4 separate regions of the Mus musculus genome follow, and regions 1, 2 and 4 are each linked to region 3. The links are chromatin contacts, called in public promoter capture Hi-C maps. All regions are on one chromosome and are shown on one strand. Each heading gives the region's core, a stretch centred on a gene start, on an enhancer-like site or on the middle of the called end of the contact. The rest is flanking DNA. Distances are from core to core; before and after follow the strand shown. Region 1 holds the start of Themis2 (thymocyte selection associated family member 2). Region 2 holds the start of Smpdl3b (sphingomyelin phosphodiesterase, acid-like 3B). Region 3 holds the start of Trnau1ap (tRNA selenocysteine 1 associated protein 1). Region 4 holds the start of Srsf4 (serine and arginine-rich splicing factor 4).

Region 1 (3,271 bases), core at 310-2,809, 470 kb after region 3:
ACTGGAATCCCATGTGGTCAGGAATTCTACCACACCTTGCCCCATAGGGTCATCTACCTTCCCGTTCACCTCATTTGCATACCGACACTCTGTGACATCCGTCTGTCCTCACGTCACCCCAAGTCCTTCCACTTCCCATCACCCCAGGTCATAGCAGATGAGGAAACTCGGGTATTGTGACACAGGTAAGCAAGAGACGCTGGGAGGATGTTCTGAGCTGGAGAAAAGAATGACCAGGCTCCCAGAGTCCCACTTCAGGGACCCATCAGATTCCGATGGACCAGAGAGACTCACTGTGGTGGCCCTTGTGTGATCCTCCTAGGTCAGTCTATAACCCGCTTGGCCATCAGAACACTTTGCTGGCAGCTGCTGTGGCAGAGCCTGGCTCGCTCACTCCAGGGAGTAGAATGAAGCAGGCATCCATGAGACAGCTTGCTGTCTGAGGGAGGAGCCCTGAATCTCAGCATCTCCCTCCACTCTCGCCTCTGCCCTCCACAGAGCAGCCCGGTCGGTCCCTTTTCTTCCCTCCCTTACCCAAGTGGTCAGTCCCTGGTCACATGTTATTTGGCCAGTAACTGGTGGCTGTGTCCTGATATGGCCATCTCTTCTCTGCTATGGGTTGCGGAAAGCCATGGGCAAGGAGCAAATGTACAGGCAAAAAGCGGGGAAGGATCCCCCTGGTAGGAGGACCACTCCATCTGAGAATCCAGCAGAGGAACAGAGAGACTCAGAGGCAAGGAGCAGAGAGTTCAGCGGGAGGGCTGATCTGGTGCTAAAATAACGAACTGGAATATATCTTAGTGGTGAGAGCTCAGGGTCCTGGGTTGGATCCTTGCAGAAAGGGAAAGAAGATAATAAAAGAGAACGGAGGGAGGGAGCAAGAAAGAAAAATGAACAGTGAACCAGGCATGGCAAATTCAGGCAGAGGCAGACGGATCGCTGCAAACTTAAGGCCAGCCTGGGCTACAAAACAAGGTCCTCTCAGAACAACCCCAATAACGACAGTGAGCACCCTAGTGCCTGTCTGAAACGATGGACGAGTTATCCCCACTTATTTGTCCATTTATTGTTATAATTGTTCTTGTTGCTTGAGACAGGATTTCCTAGGCTGTTCAGATCGCTCCTGCCTAGCTGCCACACAATTTCTGTTAGCATTACCGAGGAGCCTCAGTTGAGAAAAAGCCTGAGTTAAACTCAGGACTTCTCATCACCCATGGGACAAAAGCTGAAGAGCAGGGAGGTGGCGCCTTTTGGTGCGGATTCATAAAACTTCGGACAGCAGCGTCTGAACTCAACCCCAGATCCCTCAGGGTCTAACTCTGTAGCCCAAACTGACCTGCAATCACTTTATAGAACAGGCTAGCTTCGAACTCATCCTCCCGCCACAGCTCCCCAGTGTTGGCATTACAGGCATGACCCATCATACCTAGCTCCTTCCACCCAGAGCCCGCTCACCCTCAAAGTAGACTCCGGAGCAGACCCGCAGCACGCGCGGAAGGGAGGTGGGGTCCAGGCCGCTCACAAAGTCCTGCAGCGGCACCGGCTCCATGGTCGCGTTCCGACTAGATTTGCTCAGACTGATCGGCAGCTTGCAGAGGACAGTCCGGAAGCCACGCCCACCGAGGCCACGCCCCTCAGGTCGGGAGCCCTACAGGGTTCTCTGAAGCGCCCCGAACTCTTGAATGGGGACTTTATTTCCCCTGACCTGTCTCTTCATCTCTAAAATTGAATCTTTTCTTAAGGTTTCTAATGTGATAAAACACCATGACCAAAAGCAACTTGGGGAGGGAAGGGTTTATTATCTTACAACTCTGGGATCACAGAGGTTAGTCAGAACAGAAACTCCGGACAGATAGAGAGAGATAAAGGGACTGGGACTGGTACAAGCCATAAAGAAACACAGCTTACTGGTTTGCTCAGTTTGCTTTCTTACACAACTCAGGACCACCTGCCCAGGGTTGGCACTACCTACACCCTATGGGCTGGGCCCACCCACACCAATCATAAGTGGAGAAAATGCACTACAGGCTTGCCTACAAGCAGTCTGATGGAGGCATTTCTCAACAGAGGTTCCCAGATAATTCTAACTTGGGTCAAATTGACCAAAGAACAACCAGGACAATTCCCACACCTTTCTTTACTTGGCTCCATCGAACAGATCTAACATCAAGACTTGATAATTTTTTTTTTTTTTTTTTTTGAGACAGGGTTTCTCTGTATAGCCCTGGCTGTCCTGGAACTCACTTTGTAGACCAGGCTGGCCTCGAAGTCAGAAATCCGCCTGCCTCTGCCTCCTGAGTGCTGGGATTAAAGGCGTGTGCAGTTACACCTGGCAAGACTTGATAATTTGATACCCAGAGGTCTGGTGTGTGTGTGTGTGTGTGTGTGTGTGTGTGTGTGTGTGTGTGTGTATGTATGTGTGTGTGTGTGTGTGAGAGAGAGAGAGAGACAGAGAGAGAGACAGAGACACAGAGAGACAAAGACACAGAGACACAGAGACACAGACACAGACACAGAGACATAGAGACAGACCCGAGACAGAGACAGACAGAGAGAGTATCCCTTAGCACAAATTGTACTTAAATTACTGTGTAGCTGAAGATGACCTTGAACTTCTGATCTTCCTTCTTCCACCATCTAAAATGAGTGTGGTCACACACACTTTATTAGATGCTGAGGACTAAACCTAGGGCTTCATGGATTCAAAGCAAACACTCTACTAAGTGAGCTGCATCCTCTGCCTTGTTTTGGGTTTTTGAGGCAGGATTTCACATAATCCACTGTGTAGCTGAGAATGGCTTCCTTAGACTCCTGATGCTCTTGATGCCTCCTCCTGCCAGGTTCTGGAATAACAGGCATGTACCATTTAACTACCTCAGACCATGAAGATGTTGAACAGATAAAAACGATCCCACTTCCCCAGCTGAGATGTGCCCCCAGATGCCTCTTCCACAGTACTCCAAGTTCAAACAAGGTACACAGCTCCCTAGTGTAGTTGGGGTCTCTTAGGACATACACACCCTTACCCTTTGGGTCTGAGGAAGAAGACATGCCTTGTCTATCCCCAGATACACCTCTGTCTGGACACCTCTAGTGATGCAGAGATGGCTACCGATCTCTCTAGGACACTCAAGTCCTCTGATATAGGTAAGTAAAAATGGTGCCGTGGCACAGGCTGTGATCCCAGCACTTGAGAGGCTCAGGATTCAAGTCATCCCTGGGTTACAAAGAACATGGTCGTCATGAGAGCCTAGCTTAAAAACGGAATGCA
Region 2 (3,273 bases), core at 234-2,733, 430 kb after region 3:
GTAAAACGGACATTAAAGATACTTCACAAGCTAAGCTGTTGCGATGATATTATGTAAAATATATCATGTGCACAGGGGTTGGAGAGATAGCTCAGTGGTTAAGTGCACTGGCTGCTTTCACAGAGGACCCAGGTTCAATTCCCCAGCACCAACAACTGTCTTTAACTCCAGACCCAGAGAATCTGATGGCCTCTTCTGGCCTCCATGGGGCAGCAGGCACACATGTGCATACATGCAGGCAAAACACTCACACAGGTAAAAACAATAAACTTTCTTAGGCAGTGGCTTACAGATCTTCTGGACTACATCTACCTCCTATTTCTGAGTTGTAATTCAAAAAGCAAGTGTAACTTTTGACTGGTGTGATAGCGCAAATCTTCAATCCCAACACTTGAGAGACAGAAGCTAGTGGATCTTTGAGTACAAAGCCAGATTGATCTACATTGTAAGTTCTAGGCTAGCCAGGGCTACACAGTTAGACCATTATCTCAAGGGAAAAAAAAAAACCCCTTCAAGGTCACCTTGGAATACTATGCCTTTAAAAATCAAAAACAAAACCTGGATTACTGTGATTATCGTGTCATCCCAGCTGAGGGAATGTTTCTTCCTTTAAGTCCTGATTTTTTTTTTTCCTGGTTTCTTTCTGTCTTCCTGGTTCCTACACTCATCCAGGGTACAGAGATGGGCTTCTAACTAATGCTTTTGTGTTTATGTTTGTTTGAGGTTTGGTTTTGTTTTCTTTTACATTTATCTATTGGGTGGACAGACACCACAGAAGACAAATTGCAGAAATAAGATTTTCTCCTTCCACCGTATGGGTTTGGGGAACTGGACCTCTCGGTGGCAATGTTTTGTGTTTCTTTTCTGGAGTCCCAGAGATGGAACGCGCTCATTTGAACAACCACTGTACCTCAGAGCCTTCTATCTGAGTGTCCTGATTGAGTTCGCGAATCTTCCCGACCACCGGCTCCCTCTCAGTGTCTAGCTTTCATGTACTAGATCCTTGTCCCCCTGGCAAAGTCTGTGTCCTGCCCCTGGCACTTAAAATCCTCTTGAGCACTTTTTGGTTTGGTTTTGCTTTTGGAACAATGTTTCATGCATCCTAGACTGCCGTTGAACTCTGTCTCCCAACTGAGCTACACACACAAACAGCCTTGATGGCTAAGTCTCTGCGCTTCAACCTCTAATCTACTTTCCTTTTAAAGCCACGATCTGTGAACGGTTCCCGGCAGCACAGACCCCAGCCCCAGTTCCTAGAACGAAACAAAAATCAAGCAGGTTTCCCCCGCAGCCCTACCTAGTTGAGCCCCTGCGACTCCCCAGGGGGCCAGGAATATCAGCCACCCGAGCAGCGTCATCCTCTGGATCCCCCCACGGCGGGCGGCCGAAGCTCCTCCAAGTCCGTCTGCGCCGCGGGTTCCCACCTTGTGGCCAGCCACGTGTCTGGGCAGAACTACTCGTTTGGCTGCTTCCAGTGTTCCAAGTTATCCTTGGCGGATGGCTGCTCTTGCTTTTCCCTCTCTTGCCCAGCAGGGCGTGCGCTTGATTGGAGGAGGGACGCACCAGTGAGCGCTGGAATAGCTTGTAGGTCTCTGTGGAAACCGCATCTGTGTTGCAAGGTGCTGTGTTGGAGTTCCCCGACTTTTCGAAAGAAATTCATAAGTACTTAGGAGCAAAATGATAGGATCTTCGAGGTACGCTTTAAAGTTTTCTAGTCGAATTGAAGGCATTTCGGTTCAGTCAGCCTCCAGAAAATGCAGGAAGCACCATCGACTTACTGTCTTCTCCTTGCAGAGCTGCAACACGGATGGATGAATGAATTAGCTACCTGTGGCAACCAAAGAGCCTTAAAAGCTAGCCTTAAAACCAGATGTGCAAGCCCTCTCTCAAGGATAGCCCTGGCACTCTTGAGGCAGGAGGATTAGGAGTTCAAGGCCATCCTAGGCTACTTTGATGACTTTGGGGCCAGTCTGGGCTACCTGAAACGATATTACAAACAAACAACAAACAGAGTTATTTGCTGATCGTGCCAGGAGATGAGGACTACTAGAAACTGGGCAAAAGGGAGATAAGATGGTGTTGTCCCCCTGAACATGCCTTGAGAGCCTGAGGGCTGAATCACTCCTTAGCAAGTTACCTAACCTGAGAAGACAGAGAGAGCTGTGACTCAAGTCTGAGGAAGGCGATGAGAGGTTTCTGGAAGGAGATGACATAAACTTACTCCCTTTGTTTTGATTTTTTTTTTCCCTTGCAGTTAGGGATGGTTTGGGCTTTGTCTTTTTGTGGTTTATTTATTTCTATTTGTTCTTTTTGTTTTTTTGCTCCTGTTGTTGTCCGTACAGGGATGAAACCCAGATCTTCACTCAAGCAAGGCAAACTGTCTAGCTCACCGCCACACTCCCACGCCTAACCAGCTTGAACTTGATGAACACAGGAGAAAACAGGTTGTGTGGGAGGTGGGAGAGGAGCGTTAGTGAGGCAGGAGGAAGAGTGGAGGGGGAAGAGTTTTGCAAAGAGTGATGGGGGCTTCTGAGGCTCTGAAGCAGGCAGGAGCCAGGCTGTGCTTAGATGTTTGAGCTGGGAGCTTTGGGAAGCCAAGAAGAGGATCAGAGGCAAAGTTGAGGCTGGAGAGATGGCTCAGCAGTTAAGAACACTGGCTGCTCTTGCAGAGGACTCAGGTTTGGTTTCCATCAACTACATAGAGGGTAAAGGCGGTCTTTAACTCCAGTTCCAGGGCATTCAGTGCCACTACACACACAGTGCCATAGTGCATGCATATATATATATATTATATATGCATGCATATATATGTGTGTGTGTATGTATATATATGCATATATATATATGGAAAATACTCATATATATAAAACATGATTTTTTTCTTTTCTTCTTCTTTTCCTTTTTTAAAGACAGGGTTTCTCTGTAGCAGGGTGACTGTCCTGAAACTCGATCCATAGACCAGGCTGGCCTGGAAATCACAGAGATCTGCCTGCCTTTGCCTCCTGAGTACCCTGAGTGCTGGGATTGCCTCCTGTGCACCATCACGCCCAGCCTAAATAAATCTTTTTTTTTTAATTTATTTTTATTTTATGTGCATTGGTGTTTTGCCTGAATGTATGTCTGTGTGAGGGTGGCTGATCCTCTGGAACAGGGGTTACCAACAGTTGTGAGCTGCTGTTTGGATGCTGTGAATTGAACCTGGGTCCTTTGGATGAGTACCCAGGGCTCTTAACAACCGTGGAGCCATCTCTCCAGCATCCCCTCCTCCTCCTT
Region 3 (3,122 bases), core at 278-2,777:
GGATCTGATGCTCTCTTCTGATGTATGTAAAGAAAGTGACAGTGTATAAAATAAATATTTAACAAACAAACAAAAGAGCCAGGATTGCTGGCACACCTTGTGGTTGTGGCACTTGGGAGGCAGCGGCAGGGTTGTCATTACAGCCTACATTACTACAGGAAGACTTTGTTTCAGCGTAGAGCAAAATAAACTAAAGCTAAATGAAACACACAGTAACTTAGCAAAGATCACACAACAGTTTTCAAAAATAGGTTCCAGCATCCTGCCCTGAATCACTGGGATACTCAACACCTGAAATACTCAACGCTTCTGCTCTGTAAGCCACCCTCTGTGGTTCTTTCACTACTGCTAGGGATGGCGAGAAGCTCTTACTCCCGCCATATTTATTCCCTTGAATAACAGTGGCAGCAGGCTCTATTAATCGAGAACTGAACGGAAAGATGAAAAGGGAGGTGTACCCAGTGAGGCGGTTTCGGATAATTTTGACGCTCATCACGGTCTCCCCCATGGTGGCAAAGGCTCTAGAGATGAAGTTCTCATCCATGTAGGGTTCCAGCTGCATAAAAACCAGAGCAGAGAGGAGAGGCTCAGGCCCATGACCCGGAGCCCTGTAAGGGGTGGAGCCCCTCCCACTCTGTCCAGGACCCCCCTCTACAGCACTAGAGAGCCAAGCTTCCTACCACGCAATGGGGAACGGTCCCAACCAACTCCTTTACTTCAAATCGCTCCCCTTGCTGGGAGGCGTGGCACACACCGTTAATCCCAGCACTAGGGAGGCAATGGTAGGTGGAGTCTGTGAGTCTACATAACGAGTTCCAGGACAGACAGAACTATGTGAAGGACCCCATCTCAAAAACAACAAAAGAAAAAACAAAAACAAATAAAATAGCTCCCCTTTATAGAACTCCCTGTGCTTCCAGTCCTAATAACAATTCTTGGGGTTCCTCCCACTCCATCCGCCCAAATCATCCCACTCCAAATCTTTCCAAACTGGAAAGGGGGATTCCAGACCCTCTACCCCATAGAGTCAGCATCTGAGGAATCTTCATTCTGATGCCCAGACTCCACTTTCAAAGACTGGGTGAATAGGTCTCGCTACGAAGCCCAAGCTGGCCTAGAACTCACTATGGAGTCTCGAACTGGTGACGATCTTCCTGCCTCGCCAAGTGCAGGGAGTAAGGCATTGGCCACCACACCCCATCTAGCTTCCCGCTGTCACCAAAACCCTTCCTGTTCACGGCCACCCTTCTGGGATCCGAAGGCCCTCTGCTCTCAGGCCCTTCCTCCCCCTACGACTCGAGACCCTCTTGTTCCCCTCAGAGCAGGGGCGACCCTGACTCACGTCTCCCATCCATAGGCTGGCCGCCATCCCGCACCCGGGCGGGGACCCTGAGGGCCTGTGGCGCGCAACCGCGCCAGTCTGCGCGACCCGGCCCGCCCGGAGCCTAAGCCTGCAGCACCTCCTGCGCACACGCTGCCTCGGCGGCCAGAGCGATCCGGGTTTTCCTCCGACCTGTCCGCCGCTTCCGGCCCCCCCAGGGGGCGTTGCTTCTACGGGCTAGGGAGTGGCTCCACGGGATAGGGGCGTGGCCTCGGCTGGGGCACAGTAGGCCTAGCTGGCACCGGCTCTGAAGAGGGTCTCTGTGGGCGGACTGCCCCGCTCTTTAATAAAACCGCGCAAATGCGTCTATAATTATTGAGTTAAGGTTTGCTCTCTGTAGGGAATACCAAGCATAAGAACGGAAGGACAGCTAGTGACCGAAACCCCTCTGGGAGCGCGGAGGATAAGCTTCCGAGGGACTGTGGAGGAGCCGCGGCCGCACAGTGGTCCTCTTGCCCTGCATCCCAGCGAGGACTTTTTGGAAGATGTAGTGGGATTCTTCATTTTCTTAAAGCCCTGAGGTGGAGAGAACTAAAGGACGGTTCTTGATGGTACACTCAAAGTCCATCGTTTTGTGTGTAGTTGGGGGTGGGGAGAGTCGGCGTCGGCATGGTCTCTGTAATCCTTGTTGACCTGTTTAAGTCTGTCTCTAGTCAGAGATCTACTTGCTTCTGCCTGTTTGTTTAATGAACGCCAGTCTTCTCAAAGCATTCCTTCCTTAACGGCTGAGCTTTGGCTCCAGCCCCACACTTTTTTTTTTTTTTTTTTTTTTTTGCCTTGAGACAAGTTTTCATGTTGGTCCCTGGTACAAGCTATATAATCTAGGCTGGCTGTAAACTCTTGGCAATCTTGCTTCAGCTTCCTAAGTGCTAGTTTTACAAGTGAAGGACACCAACCCTGGCTCCTTCCCCGTTTATTATTCTAATCCAATTCACCAAGACTTTACCACAAAGCACAGACGGACCTTTACAGAACCCTCAGTAAACTTGGTTTTTGAGAGCTCCTAAGGTGGTTGTATCCATGCTTCAACATCCAGTTGGTAGCCAACTTAGCAGAGTGGGAAGGTCCTGTGCGTTCAGATTGGTTCTGACAACCAAGTTCATCCTAAGTCCTTTAACTTAGAAAGTTCCCCAAGCCAAGAACTCAAGTCTGAAAACCAGAGGCCAACTATGAGTATAAATTTCCTGTTCCCTTCTGTTACTGTATGAATGATGCTAAGGCACTGGTGAGATGGCTCAGCAGGTAAAAGTGCATTGCACTGAACCTGACAAACACACATGTACACACAAATGTAAAAAAAAAAAAAAAAAGTTTTTCAGAGACTACAGAATGCTTTGGGTCCCATGGGATTGGAGTTAGTATCGTTGTGTAGCACCATGTGGGTGCTGAGAATTGAACCTGGGTCCTCTCCAAGTGCAACTAGTGCTATTAATCAGATCAGAGCCATCTCTCCACCCTGCAGGGAAGGCTACAACTCAAAAGAAGCCTCTGAAACGGACCAATCAGGACCCCTACCCCCCACCCCCCAGAGTAAGCAATAAAAGCAGAGTCCCTCTCAGACCTAGAGGCTGAGCTGCAAAGACATGACTCAGAGAAGCTGTAAAGACTGACCAGCTGCCTGGAAGCAGAAAGCAGCTAAGCTGCCTGAATTCTAAACCAGGGTCACTTAGAAAGGGAACTCTGACTTCCTAAGCTGTACAGTGAGCTGTCACCCATGCTGGGTAAGTTGTGTCACCTCTGC
Region 4 (2,851 bases), core at 98-2,597, 460 kb before region 3:
TAGAAAGGCTTTTACAGGTTAGTCAAAGGCCATTAGACATAGAAAGTTCTTGTCTTAAAAAAGAAAAGCCAAGTGCTGTATGGTAAATTAACTTCTAAAGGAATACTTAAGAAACTGCCTCTAGAAAGGAAAGCAGAAGATGCAGAAGAGAAAACTTTACCCAGCACATCAGTTAAAGTGGAAATGCAGTAAAGAGACTAAACCCCTCAGTGATTCCTGGGCAAAGCTGAAAAGGAACCTTTCATTACTGAGCACCCACATGCCCCAGCACAGTTCATTACATTTGGTTATTTTGGCAATACACTGGACATCTATAGATTATAATCTTGCAGGTTAGAAATTTTTTCTGAGCTGGCAGAGATGGGGTACACCTTTAACTCTAGCACTTGGGAAGCAGGCAGGTTTGAAGCCAGCCTGGTCCACAGAGGGAGTTCCGGGACAGCCGGGGATATACAGAAAAACCCTTTCTCAAAATGAATAAACAAAAAAAGAAAATAGTAATTTTCTGTCGTGCTTAATCTAACTACAAGGCACTAAACTGAACGGACATAGTTTGGCACATGCTTTTAATCCCAGCCAATAGGCAGACAGGCAAAGTTTCAGGCCAGCCTGGTCTACAGGGCTATTTCTAGGACAGTCAGAACTTTTTTGTTTAAGGATTTATTTTATGTGTATGAGTACAGTGTAGCTGTTTTTAGACAGACACCCTAGAAGAGGGCATCCGATTCCCATTACAGATGGTTGTGAGCCACCATGTGGTTGCTGGCAATTGAACTCAGGACCTCTGGCAGTCAGTGCTTTAAAAAATAAAAATTAAATCTGAGATGTAACTCAGAGATAGGGCACTTGTTAACATCCGTATGGCCCTGAGTTCGATCCACAACACCGCAAAATAATACCGAACCAATTATTGGAACACTTTTACATACCTAGTATCGACACTGTAGAGACAACCCTGAAAGTACAAGGAAGATAAAAGAGACTCAAAGATCCGAGAGAAAGGAAAATGGGCCCAAGGTCATGGATCCACTAACTTCCCACAGGGACGTTTACCGAAAACCACCCCAAAACAGAAAGTCTACCAGAGCAAAGGACAAAGGCGGGAACACCCGCTCGGCGCGCACCCGCGCAGGCACTTCCGGGGGAAGTGCCGCTGCCACGGCGAGCTCGCGAGAGGACGTGCTGCAGCTGTCGCTCACTCGGCCAGGTCCCGCCCCGCGCCGGCGCGCCTCCAGTAAAGCCCCGCCCCCGCCCCTGACCAGGCGGGAAGCGGGCGCGCGCTCCCTCCCGTTCCCCTCCGCCGGGGGGGGGGGGGTAGGGAGACGGGGGCGCGCGTTCTCGAGCTGCGTGCTCGCGTACGTCGCCGGGCTTCGGCTGCGTCCGTCCCGCCGCCCGCCCGTTACCGCCGCCGCCGCGTTTTCCCTTCGCCGGCCGCCGCCTGAGGGGGGCCGGGGCCAGCTGCCGCCGCCGGAATGCCGCGGGTGTACATCGGCCGCCTGAGCTACCAGGCCCGGGAGCGCGATGTGGAGCGCTTCTTTAAGGGCTACGGGAAGATCCTGGAGGTGGATCTGAAGAACGGGTGAGGAGGGCGGCGGAGGGGCCGGCCGGGGGGCTGACAGGGCCGCGGCTGTGGCTAGGAGGCCGCGGGGACGCGAGCGCGGCGCTCGCTGGGCGCTAAGCCGCCGCCGGCCTCCTCCGCTCCGCCATGGCGGCGGTGCCTCGGGGGCGCGGGTAGGCCCGGCTCCCACTGCGCCTGCGCGGGCGGGGGTGGTGGCGGGATAATGGGGACGGAGGCCCGGGTTAGACTGGGGCTCCGGGCGCCGGGGAGGCCTGGGTTTCCGTCGCTGGACTATGGGTCCGAGGCGGCCCTTTCCCGCTCTGGGGCTGCCAGGAGCAGATGAGGGTTCCGGCCCTCTTCTCCCCGTTCCCCAGCCTGACCGGCCAGAGGCTTCCCGGCGTGTGTTTCTGAGGACTGGAGCTCTGGCTTTTTCGCGTGCCACACTTTGGGCGGGAGACACTAGTTTTTGTAGTGCAGTGACAGTTTCGAAAGTACTGGCTTGCCGCGCTTCAAGCCTTGACCGCTCCCTTTCCGAGAGTAAATTAAAGTCCTAGCTCGTTATCTTGGGGAGTCCTTACAGAGTTTTCCACGTTGTGGTTTCGGCTCTCCAACTTGCCGGAAAATGATTGCTGTCGTAGGATTTTTTGAGTGGGTAAGGGCCATCCTGGCCAGGTCTGCGTCGGCTGCTGGTGCAAGTGGAGACACATCTCCAAATTGCCTACTTAACAGCTTTCCCCGTACAATCTGGGCTTGTATTTCTAATCTGCTTTGGCGAAGCAAGGCTAGCAGGGACTACCAGGTTCGGGGAAAACGGGTGAGTTGTCATGCCTAGAGATTGTACGAGCATCTTTTGCTTGGGAGCTGAGAATTATTAGGTAGGACTTGAAAGGCATTAAGCACCGGAACGGCGTCGGAAGCACTAAACCTTGGGTGTTAGGGGAACCCTTGGTTTTTGCTGTGTTTATTTCTTGCCTGTTTTGTTTTTTTCGACTTTGTGTTTGGTCCAATGAGACCAGTAGTAATTGACATTTGAGAAGACATACACTTTAGTATGAATGGCAAATGAACCAGCAGGTTCTCAAAGCTGTCTAGATTTCGAATAATTGACACTTAAAAGACTCTCCTTGCTGAGAACAAGACTTCGATAAAATGTTTATGAATCCTGGATTCGATTCACAAAGACAATTTCTCATTTTTGTTCTTACAGAGCGAACCAGCTGGCATGAGAGTATTGTTTTTGTGATATTTAACCTTACATGTGAGAGATTAACCGACCCCCCTTACCCCCTCCCT

The links. Promoter capture Hi-C pulls out the DNA fragments that hold promoters and counts their contacts. Capture Hi-C pulls out chosen DNA fragments and counts their contacts.
Region 1: a promoter capture Hi-C map of adipose tissue shows a contact between it and region 3. The contact joins the promoter of Themis2 here to the promoter of Trnau1ap in region 3. A contact is called at or near these places in 1 of 39 promoter capture datasets (liver) and 1 of 9 other capture datasets (adipose tissue).
Region 2: a promoter capture Hi-C map of second pharyngeal arch cranial neural crest shows a contact between it and region 3. The contact joins the promoter of Smpdl3b here to the promoter of Trnau1ap in region 3. A contact is called at or near these places in 2 of 39 promoter capture datasets (cranial neural crest and second pharyngeal arch cranial neural crest) and 1 of 115 datasets of contacts at active chromatin or transcription factors (bone marrow-derived macrophages).
Region 4: a promoter capture Hi-C map of pre-B cells shows a contact between it and region 3, with 2.4 times the contacts expected there. The contact joins the promoter of Srsf4 here to the promoter of Trnau1ap in region 3. A contact is called at or near these places in 4 of 39 promoter capture datasets (the 3T3-L1 cell line, fetal liver, liver and 1 more), 1 of 484 Hi-C or Micro-C datasets (the G1E-ER4 cell line) and 3 of 115 datasets of contacts at active chromatin or transcription factors (embryonic stem cells, large pre-B cells and microglia).

The regions. Positions count from the first base shown.
Region 1 is chr4:132,794,805-132,798,075 of GRCm38.p6, forward strand. It overlaps Themis2 (thymocyte selection associated family member 2), which reads right to left and starts at 1,560. Exons shown (of 6, transcript NM_001033308.2): 1 at 1,456-1,560. The coding sequence starts at 1,549.
Region 2 is chr4:132,755,688-132,758,960 of GRCm38.p6, forward strand. It overlaps Smpdl3b (sphingomyelin phosphodiesterase, acid-like 3B), which reads right to left and starts at 1,484. Exons shown (of 8, transcript NM_133888.2): 1 at 1,298-1,484. The coding sequence starts at 1,358.
Region 3 is chr4:132,328,011-132,331,132 of GRCm38.p6, forward strand. Trnau1ap (tRNA selenocysteine 1 associated protein 1) reads right to left here and starts at 1,528. Exons shown (of 9, transcript NM_027925.3): 1 at 1,343-1,528; 2 at 459-556. The coding sequence starts at 1,369.
Region 4 is chr4:131,872,292-131,875,142 of GRCm38.p6, forward strand. Srsf4 (serine and arginine-rich splicing factor 4) reads left to right here and starts at 1,348. Exons shown (of 6, transcript NM_020587.2): 1 at 1,348-1,579. The coding sequence starts at 1,473.